Linked DNA regions of Mus musculus: region 1 is linked to region 2. Evidence: chromatin contacts called from public promoter capture Hi-C data. All regions are on one chromosome and are shown on one strand. The core of a region is the stretch at or near the end of the contact, and the rest is flanking DNA. Distances in the headings are between cores, read along the strand shown. Region 1 overlaps Xrra1 (X-ray radiation resistance associated 1). Region 2 overlaps Gdpd5 (glycerophosphodiester phosphodiesterase domain containing 5).

Region 1 (5,013 bases), core at 1,451-3,950, 420 kb after region 2:
AATATAAAGTCTTAAAGCATGTAAATAACCCTATGTATAATTGGTGGGCATAAACATTGGTGTATATGTTATATACACAAAAACTAAGAGCAGGGATAAGGCGTAGGGTTTGAGGAGACCTGTGGAGGGTGTGGTAATAGAGGCCATATGTCTTCTAATAGTTTCTTTCAAGTTTAGACAGTTCAGACTCAGGTCTTTAAAACTGGGTCACGGTGGCTACATCTTCAAAGTATCACTCAGCGTGTGTTTCAATATGTTTGAAGTATTTCAGGGTAGAAGAAAACAGAGAAGTCCCCATAGCCCTCCCCACGTGGCTGCTCTTGCACTAAGAATGTCTCTCAGTCCCTTTTAGGCATCTGTCCTCTTAGCAGCTGCTCTGGTTTTTCTGCAGGCTCCCGGGCAGGGAACTAATCCTGTGTTTCTCTGGCATGCTTTCTGACAGGCAAAGGAAAAGGACTTCAAACATTTTACGTCTGTGATTTATATCAATGCCTCTGAAAACCTGCTACCTCTAGGTGAGCTTTCTCTTCTTAGAAACTGTCCTCCTGGCCCACAAAGGATATGTCTGTCTGTCTGTCTGTCTGTCCATCTGAGGTTGGACTCTCATGGCTCTGGAGAGAGCACAGATCTCGACTCTGGTGCTGAAGTGTCACTCACCAAGGTTTCCCTGTCAGCTGAAGCTCCTCTCCACAAACACAGATAATCCTCTCCTGCAGCCTGGCAGGCCACCTTGCAAACTCCAGTGAGAGAGAAAGCCTTAATTCAGCAGATCTACAGTGCCCCCTGCTGGTGCCAGGACTGTGTGGCCTTTATCGAGAAAGGCGCCCAGTTGCTGCTTTGGAGAGCTTATGGTTAGTAGGAGAGATGGTTTCAGACTCAGATCAAAAGCAGGGTACATATAAGTACTGGTACAGGGAAATCAGGAGACACCAGGTGTGCATCCCAGAGGGACTTTAACCCAGTCCAGTGAGTCAGGAAACCTAGGAAAGAGTGCCTGAGACTGGATCAAAAGATAAATACACTGGGCCAGCAAGATGGTCGAGTGGCTGCAAGCACCTGCTGCCAAGCTTGGTGACTTGAATTTGATCCCTGAGACTCACATGATAGAAGAAGGGAACCATCTCCTGAAAAACTGTCCTCTGACACCTGCATGTGCGCGTGCGCGCGCGCGCACACACACACACACACACACACAAGAAATTGACTCAGGAATCGGTGCTTTGGATTGAAGGGCAGCTGTGGAATGATACTGCCTTGTTGGGAAGATTGTATACAAGGCATACATGGGGAGAAAAACTGAGGCTAGATGCACTGGCAAGGGCTTGATTATCAAGGGCTTTGAGAGTTGAGCTTAGTCCTCTAGACAGAAGAGGCGTGGAAGGCTTTTAACCAGGGAATCTCAGAGAGGAGGGGTTTTCCATGGGAGGGGAATGAAGCTTGAGATGGGGAGTGAAGGGGATTGAGAGAGTGATCTGGGAAGAGATGGGAATCACAGGGGCAGGGATGAGGCTGGGGATACCCAGAGACAGTTCTAGAAGGGGTGTGTCAATGAGTTTGTTTCAATGAGTTGGAGGATAGCGTCCATCAAAGCATCTAATAAGATCCTTGCCTTAGAAGAAAGTGTATTCTGCTAGGAATGCCTTGGTATAAACAGGCCAAAAGGCCTGATAAATGCCCAGCTTCATTAAGGACAAAAACATGGGGGTCACTCACAGCCACCTATAACACCAGTACACAGTTTTATGTCCATCAAATATTGGCAAGTATGAAAGATGCTAACCACAGCCAGCCCTGCGTAGTCAAGGGAGACTCTCGGTGAAAGTCAAATATAAGAAAGTTGTGTGAGTCCTTAAAGGAAATTTGGCAATGTCTCTTAAAATTTAAGATGAGGCTGGAGATCTGGCTCAGCTGTTAAGAGTATTTGCTGCTCTTGCAGAGGACCTGGGTTCAATTTCTAGCACCCATGGGGGCCACTCACAGCCACCTGTAACTCCAGTTCCAGAGGATCCAGTGACCTCTTCTCACTTTCATTGGCTTCTGCACATACTTACTGCACACAGTGTCACACAGGAACATATACATATAATAAATAAGTAAATAAATAAATCTTTTAAAAGTTGAGATAGTCACTGCCTTTAGTAGTTCTGTTTCTAGGAATATATTCCACAGAAAGAGACTTACCCAAGGGAATTCCCCCAGTCAGTGTCTTATTTGACCTTACTGAGCCTCCTGACTCTCAAGCTCTTGTAGGCTACATAGTACACCAGGTTCACTTAGAAGCTTCTAAGTGATTCTACATTGTGTTCCTGTAGGATTTCAGGAGTCCTACAGTGGAGTTCCCATGGTTGACTCTCTTGCAGGGTTGTCCACTAGCCAAGAGTCACCCTGGGTGCTGGACAGAAACTCTCATTGGGTAAATGCAGGGATCACCCTTGTTTGGAAATCTCATCAACACAGGAACCAATGTGCCATTCCATAGGTCTATATTACAGAATACCCATGAAGGACATGTCTGATTCTAGGAGTCACCACTTAAAGAGAAGCACCCCCTTCGGGCATTTATAATTTATACCTTCTCCTGGTCCAGACATAATTTTCCACTCTGCAGTCATTTTTACCACAAGCAATAGTTGCCTAGTAACACAGTTACCATAGCATGTGCTTTAGGTTACCAGGGAAACAGGCCTAGAAAGTGAATCTAAGATCCAGTTGTCATGCAAGAAGGAGTCCTTGATTACCTCCCTCCCACATAGGTTACACACTACCAACAGGAAAAGCGAGTGCATGTCTATACTAGAAAGATAACTAAGATGCTGGACAAGTTTAACCTGGAATAATCTTCACATCAAACTGTGAAAGGAGAAAAGCCACTGTACAGCATGTATTCTGTTTTTATAAGAAGAAAACTGTATTTCAATACATACATGAGAAAAATATTAGGTATATACATAAAATTTTGAACAGTTGACACTAAATGTTGGGATTAAAGGAACATTTTTCCCCGTGATGTTTGACTATTTGGGGTAAGCATGTTAGCATCTCTAATCAGAGGTTATCTAGGAGTGTGGCTCAGTGGTAGAGAGTTTGCCTAGCATGCACAAGACCCTTAGGTTGGCCCCTGGATTGGGAAGAGAAAATAATATATATCAGTTTTAAATGGACAGGCCTTCCATTTGAACAGACTTAACATTCGAGCCTTAGTTTTCCCAGTTACCAGCCACCTTATTTCAAATAAGTCACTTAGCCTTCCAGAGATGTCATTTCCTCAGTGATAGGATGAATGGATTCTTGTTAGTGAAGTAGCTAGAGGTTTAAATTTTTCTTGGAATCCCCTAGAGATGAAGTAACAGGCAGTTGGAAGCCACCCAGGGTGGACGCTGGGAACTGAACTATACTCTGCAAGAGCAGGGAATTCTCTTAACCTCCAAACCATCTCTCCAACCTTATGGTTAGAGATCTGAGGTCTGCAACATAAAGCATCGCCCACAGCTGGAAGCTCAGTGAATGATCATTAGCATCTTCCTCTGTAAGCCTTTCCAAGCTCAAGATCCTCTCTTATTCTCTTTCTCTCCCCCCCCCCCCGTTTCCATGTAGATGTCTTTCACACATTTCCAGTTCTAAAGGAACTGGAGCTTGCGTTCAATGGCATCAAGATGGTCTACGTGAAATATGGAGACTTCAAGACATTGGAAGTAAGTTGGAGGTAGGAAGTTTTTGATCCTACCTGTTCCCCTGTAAGAATGAGTATAGGCATCTCGACAGATTATGACTTTGGACAAAGGTTCTCTGGGCCTTCACTGCTAGGCTCTTGCTTCTTGCTTCTGGCCTCTGGAGAAGATGGTGGTGATGGTGGTGGTGGTGATGATGATGATGACAATGATAATGATGATGAGGAGGAGGATGGTGGTGGTGATGGTGGTGAAGGTAATAGTGTTAGTGGTACTGATGGCAGACAGGTAATTATGGCCAAGGTGTATGACCCTGGAATGTAAGTGCCAAGGGTCATTCATATTCAGAGGAATCTATAGAAAAGTGAGTTTAAACGGAGTATCATAGGAGGAAGAGTTTCATGGGAGATATATCTCCTTAGGTGTTTAGAGAGCTTGAATCCAGCTTTAAAGCAGGGTGCAGTGAGCTAGAGACTATGTGGACCAATACCAAAGCATACCCTGACCTCAGTAAGCGAGGTTGGTCCCAGCGGACTGGGGTAGTCCCTTGACCTGAAGATGAGGATGGGCACACAAGGCCCCCGTGGATTCAACAGCACACTAGAGGCGCGGGCACACCCCATGCACATCTCTAGTTCTCAGAACCTTGGGATAGAAAATACAGAAAGTCTGCCTTGCATAGCCTCATACTTTCTTACCTCTTTTGACTTTGATAAAGGCTCAAGGGCCACTTTTTTTTTAACAAGGGAATGAAGGCTTTGTCACTACCTGAGAGTCACTGCACACAAGAATTGGGGAATAGTGCTGGAAGTGGGGCTCAGCCCCTGGCCAGGCTCACTCTCTCCCTGAGTAGTGTGTCCTTCCCTGTGTGCTGGCCTTATAGTAAAGTACTTTCATTCACACCTTAGCAACATGTCTACGTGTGCTTAGCTTTAGTAGCTTAAATCTGCAAGCATCAAAGGTCAGCCATGCTTCTATGGGCCTCCCTTTACTTGTTTCGGGAGACTGACCTTTTCAAAGAGTCGATGGCCTTTATATGCCAGAGTTTGGAAACACTTTTAACATACTGAAATGGGCATCAGCTCAAGATGGTAGGTATGTCTTCACACTCTGAAAGCATTCTGTGTTGAATGCAATACTGACTTCTCTCCATGTGACTTTTCAAGTCACACTGAAGATGACAACAGTTTGCTCTGACTTGGGTCATAAATTGGTCCTCAGACATATTATTCAGTATACAAACTCTCAAAGTCCAGTAAAACCCAGTGGAAATGACTGATGCAGCTTGGAGCTATGTTAAAGCATCTTTCCATCTTGTATTTTGGTGTTGACAGTGGGAAGTAGA
Region 2 (5,015 bases), core at 1,924-4,423:
TTCAGGCCTGGGAGTTGATGGACAGAAAAGTGCCCCCCATTAACCAAGGGTACTGAGGACACATATATGGGGCTTGTGATCAATGTCCTACTGTCTGACATGGGTGCCCCATACCTATTTGTAGGGTCATATGTCTGTCTGCTTGGCCCATGGTATCTCACATGCATTATCATTTGTCACTTGCCTTGAGCTCCTGTAGCTTATATACACTTGAATTTCAACATACTACCTCTACCTTGATTTTTGTTGTTGTTGTTGTTTTGTTTTGTTTTTTCTCTGTGTAGCCCTGGCTGTCCTGGAACTCACTCTGCAGACTAGGCTGGCCTCAAACTCGGAGATCTGCCTGCCTCTGTCTCCCAAGTGCTGGGATTAAAGGCATGTGCCACCACGCCTGGTGCCATACACTCATGCATGCATACATGTTTGCATACACACACACACACACACACACACACACACACACACACACACGCACGCACACGTGCACGCAGCCCACCACACCCCGAGTTCATTCCTGCAAAATAAAACAGTGAGAAGCCTCAAGCTCCTTCCTTGCCCATCCTTGTAAGAGGTCCCCCAGTCTGTGGCCCCTCGTTATAGATGAGCTGTACATACACTCATAAGCTAATCTTGGTTCATCTCTCCACAGCCCCCAGACGAGTACTGCCTCATGTGGGTCACTGCCGACCTGATCTCCTTCAGCCTCATCATCGGCATCTTCGTGCTCCAGAAGTGAGTAGACCCCAACCCCTCCATAGCCTGCCTACCCCATCAGGCCCAGCTCCACCCTCAGCAGAAGCCAGATGGTCTCTAGAATGGGCTCCCAGCTCAGGACTCAGAGCCAAACCTTGCTCTGATCTGCTGTGTGGTATCTATCTGGTGGCTGTTGCCCCCTCTGTGGCCATTCTGCCCACTGTGAGCCAGTGCACGGGCTCACTCCTAGTAGGACCAAGTGCTACTCTGCCAGCTGAAGCCCCTTGCACCCCTTAAGACAGCTGGCATGAGGCTGCCATGGTGGAATGGGTGGTCTGGGAAGGGGAAGATGCTGGGCCAGCCTGGGGCCCTAGGCAACCAGGAACCTAGGGGCTGGGGTTGGCTCTTGACTGACGTTCTCTCTCTGTCCCATCCTGCTCTGATGGCGCACGTCCCTCCTTTCTCCCCTCCCCCTCTCTGCTGCACTCTGGCATCTCACAGCTATCACTTGATCAGGTAATTCTGGTGTGCTCCCCTCCTGCTCCTCTCTCCCCTTCTGGCCACTCCCTTTCCAGGTCTGTCTGAAAGCCGATGTGCACCAAGCCCTGAGCTGGGTCACCTTTGCCCGTCTCTGCCTGAAGCACGGGCCCTTCTCTGCCTTCCCATCCCCTCCTTTCTGCTCTTTCTTTTCCTTTTTTTTTTCCCTTTGAGACAAAGTCTCACTGTGTAGCCCAGGGTGTCCTCCAACCTTTGATCCTCCTGCCTCAGCCTCCTGAGTGCTGGGATGTCTTCTTCCTGTCTGGCTATGTGTGCTGCACTTTCTGGTCCCTACTGCAGTGTCTGCAGGTGTAGACCAGTGTTTTCTTGGTAGGTGTTGACCCAGTTTCCCTCCACCAGACTGTCTCCCCTGGAGAGAGGGTTCTCACCTCCCCAAGTCCAGCACTCAGGGGGCCCTTTGCCACCTGCCCAATGCAAAGCCCAAGTTTCTGTTTCTCTCCTGCTCCAATGGCTTTTGACTCTTGGGACTTCCTTTCCAGTGGTTCATGCTGTTTCTCTGTATCTCTCCCACAACCTTTTCTTTTTTGCTGTGATCCACACCCTCATTCCTTTCTCCTTCCCCCCCGGGGAGACCGATTTCACCCCTCAACCCCTGGTGGCTTTCCTGACCCGGATGTGCCTAGCTGTAGAGACCCTAGCCTGATACTCCCCCCCCCCCGTGGGTTCTAACATTAATTTCTAAGATGAGACCTTAGTATTAGGGGTGGTCAGGGACCTTAAGACTTGCTGGGTCAGGCTGCTTTGTTGACCAGCTTCTAGGTCTGAGGCTAAGAGAACCTCGACCCTGGCTATGGGACTGAGCCCTTGACAAGAAGTCTACTCGCGCATTCTCATTCCACTTGTAGAGTACACAGGCGCTGCCTGTGTGGTTCTGAGCCCAGCAGACAGGCACAGCCCCAGCAGGGTCATTGTCTCCTGTGGGTCAGGAATAGCCAGAGAGAGGACAGGGAGCCATGGGAGATGAATCTGGAGAGAGATACTTACTGTGGGCCTCACCTGTTCATTCATTGATTCAACAAACACTTGCCTAGCCTCACAGCGTGCCCGGCATCGAGGCTGGCACTCGGGGCCGGCCAAGGAGCCAGAGGAACAAGCACTGGCCCACCGAGGCGCAGTGCCTTCCCCTCCAGCCTCCTGCTTCCCCTCTGTCTGTCCTACTACCCTGTCTGTCCGTTTCTGCTGTGTCGGCCCCATCTATAACCCCACAGTGAGTTTTATATGGAGTCTTAGCTGCCTCCAACCACCCAGCAGGGGTCCATCTCCTGGGGAGTCAGGGGTGCTTATTTCTAAGCAGATAACTCCAGACCATGTTCCTCTAGCATCTTTGTCCGGGGACCTGTGAGGGCTAGTCCTAAGCAAAACCTCACTGTCACTGTCCTCTTTGGCCCCTTCTGGTTTTGCTCAGCCTGTTGTGTTAGTTGGTTTATAGGAGGTCATCAGTGTCCTATCTGCTAAGCTCCTTCCTCCCAAGACTGTCGCATCCAACGAGAGCCAGGGTATAACATATAAAACTGCCTTTCCGGGTCAGGGTGGCTGATAAAGGAGGTGGGAGAGAGGCAGGAGGGCCCTGGCTGGAAATCAGTACACTACCCCTCTCTGGGCCTCAGCTTCCCCATTTGGATCATGGGTCTCTCAGGCCACATGAGGAGAGGCTCTGGGCAGGGTCTCTGCTCCTGGGAGGCTGGGGGAGGACCTGATGCTCACTGGGCCGTCTCTGCAGGTGGCGCCTGGGTGGTATACGGAGTTACAACCCAGAGCAGATCATGCTGAGCGCCGCTGTACGCCGGACCAGCCGGGACGTCAGCATCATGAAAGAAAAACTCATCTTCTCAGGTGACAGCCTGTGCGGGCCCTGGATTAGGTGGCACACATGTAATACATCAGGACAGGTGGATGGCATATCCCTCTTTCCAGGTCCACACCCACGCACGTACCAAGAGACAGAAACACATGTGTGTCCTCATCACACAACCCCAGATCTTGAGGCTTAGTATGAGCCGTGGGTTGGTGAACAAATGTGACAAGCTGGAGTGTGGGGGTGGGTGTTTGTGTGAAGGCCCAAGGCCTTTCCTTGGTTCACACATGACTTCCACAAGTGACAACAGCGTTCTTTTCCGTCCCTGCTGGCATTCCTGGTCTATGAAGGCAGCTGTAAAGACCTGTGCGGAACTGGGTGTCACTGAGGCTCCTCAGAGAAGAACTGAGTCAGAAAGTGTGCTCAGGGCTCCCTGGGGCAGCAAGAAAGGTTTGAGGTGGTGATGTGGCTGGGTGTGAAGGAGACTGGAGGTGCCTGGGTAACGGCTTGATCAGACACTAGGAGGAGTGCTTCTGTGGACACGGGTGTGCCCCAAGGTGCTGCTTGTCTGGGCGTAAAGAACCAAGCAGCATTCCACAGAGCCACCTTCCAGAACCTCGGCTCTGCCCAGTCACCTCCCAACACCAGGACACGGGCGATTGTAGATCGTGAGAGGGCTGGATGAACTGGGCTGGCTTGAAATATGAAGTCCCAGCCCAGCTTGGGGAATCAAGGAGATGTCTAGTAGGCATCCCATACCAGGGATGGGAAGCTTGAGCTAGATTTTAGGAAAAGAGCTGTTGCTGGGGAGAGAAGACACTGGACAGAGAGAAGGCAACGTGTGCAAATGCCCGGAGCAAAGTAAACACTGGGTAACAAGCCCCCGAGGGTGCATTAGGTTTCTGCAACAGGAGTTCCAGGGGGCAGAGGACTAAGGGCCTAGGAGGGACTGAGGAGGCCCCTGAACGCCAGGCTCAGTGCCCACAGGCTCCATGCTGACTGGAACCAGTGATTACATCTGTCTCCGAGTGCCTTCCTTTCCCTCTGCCTGTCCCCCTGTCCTCAGAGCCAATCTTCCTCGCTCACATTCTGTCTCCTCTGGTCAAACAGAGATCAGTGATGGTGTGGAAGTCTCCGATGAGCTCTCCGTATGTTCAGACAGCAGTTACGACACCTATGCTAATGCCAACAGCACAGCCACCCCCGTGGGCCCTCGAAATGCTGGCAGCCGTGCCAAGACCGTCACAGAGCAGAGTGGGCATTAGCTGAAGATCTGTCTGCCCAACTTGTACCCAAGGTAGAACCTAGAAGAGAGGAAGGTCTGATGAAAAGAAGCTGCACCTAGAGGGCCCGGGAGCTGGCTCCTCAGCCTACTTATGTGCTCCAAGCTCCTTTGTCTGTTCCAGTCTCTCTTGCATGAGTGGGGGGGTGACCAAAGGGGCCCTCTCCGCTGAGGCTCAGCTGGACCAGGACTCCAGCCTCTAGATGCCCCTGCAGGCCTGGGGCTTTTCATCCAGGAAGCGAAGGCCTGATCTCCTGGTCCACTCTCATAGTCATCCTTGGCCTCCCAGCCTGGAAGGGTTGGTGAGTCACTGGGCTGTGCCGTGTGCCACAAGCAAGTGGAGGACGTGGATGTCTCCCTATGCCCACACCTCTCTATTTATCTGTCTGTGCTGTGAGATGACTAATGTTCTCACCCCTGCCTTGAGGACGTTGGCTGGGCCTCCCTCTTGGGGGGGGGGGGGTGTTTCTACGCTCTGCACCCATCTCAAAGCACAAGGAAGTTCATCTCAGGAGAAGAAAGCAGTGGCTGTGGTGGAGATGCGTTCCTCCCAACCAGCTCCCTTCTACCACTGACCTCTCTGTCCCTGAGAAGCAGCTGGAGAGGACCGGAATCACAGGCTCAGGGCTGTCCTGCCTCACACCCAACTGTCCAGCAGGCCTCTGGGGCAGAAGAAGCCTTGAGGAC

The links. Promoter capture Hi-C pulls out the DNA fragments that hold promoters and counts their contacts.
Region 1: a promoter capture Hi-C map of hippocampal neurons shows a contact between it and region 2, with 7 times the contacts expected there. The contact joins two enhancer-like sites. A contact is called at or near these places in 2 of 39 promoter capture datasets (hippocampal neurons and liver), 1 of 15 datasets of contacts at CTCF or cohesin (the NIH/3T3 cell line), 1 of 484 Hi-C or Micro-C datasets (pro-B cells), 1 of 115 datasets of contacts at active chromatin or transcription factors (differentiating embryonic stem cells) and 4 of 9 other capture datasets (adipose tissue, liver, macrophages and 1 more).

Annotation. Positions count from the first base shown.
Region 1 is chr7:99,875,776-99,880,788 of GRCm38.p6, forward strand. Xrra1 (X-ray radiation resistance associated 1) reads left to right here. Exons shown (of 19, transcript NM_001164258.1): 6 at 443-515; 7 at 3,595-3,692. The region is part of intron 4 of Gm38405 (a long non-coding RNA gene); the gene reads right to left. Among named protein-coding and RNA genes, the nearest start is that of Xrra1, 19 kb to the left of the region's middle. Within about 2 kb of position 2,701, at least 8 of the 459 cell types and tissues checked have an H3K27ac peak or open chromatin away from gene starts, as enhancers often do. A contact at or near this core is called in hippocampal neurons, where this site is marked.
Region 2 is chr7:99,455,803-99,460,817 of GRCm38.p6, forward strand. Gdpd5 (glycerophosphodiester phosphodiesterase domain containing 5) reads left to right here. Exons shown (of 18, transcript NM_201352.3): 16 at 650-732; 17 at 2,972-3,084; 18 at 4,157-5,015. The coding sequence ends at 4,311. Among named protein-coding and RNA genes, the nearest start is that of Klhl35, 7.7 kb to the right of the region's middle. Within about 2 kb of position 3,174, at least 8 of the 459 cell types and tissues checked have an H3K27ac peak or open chromatin away from gene starts, as enhancers often do. A contact at or near this core is called in hippocampal neurons, where this site is marked.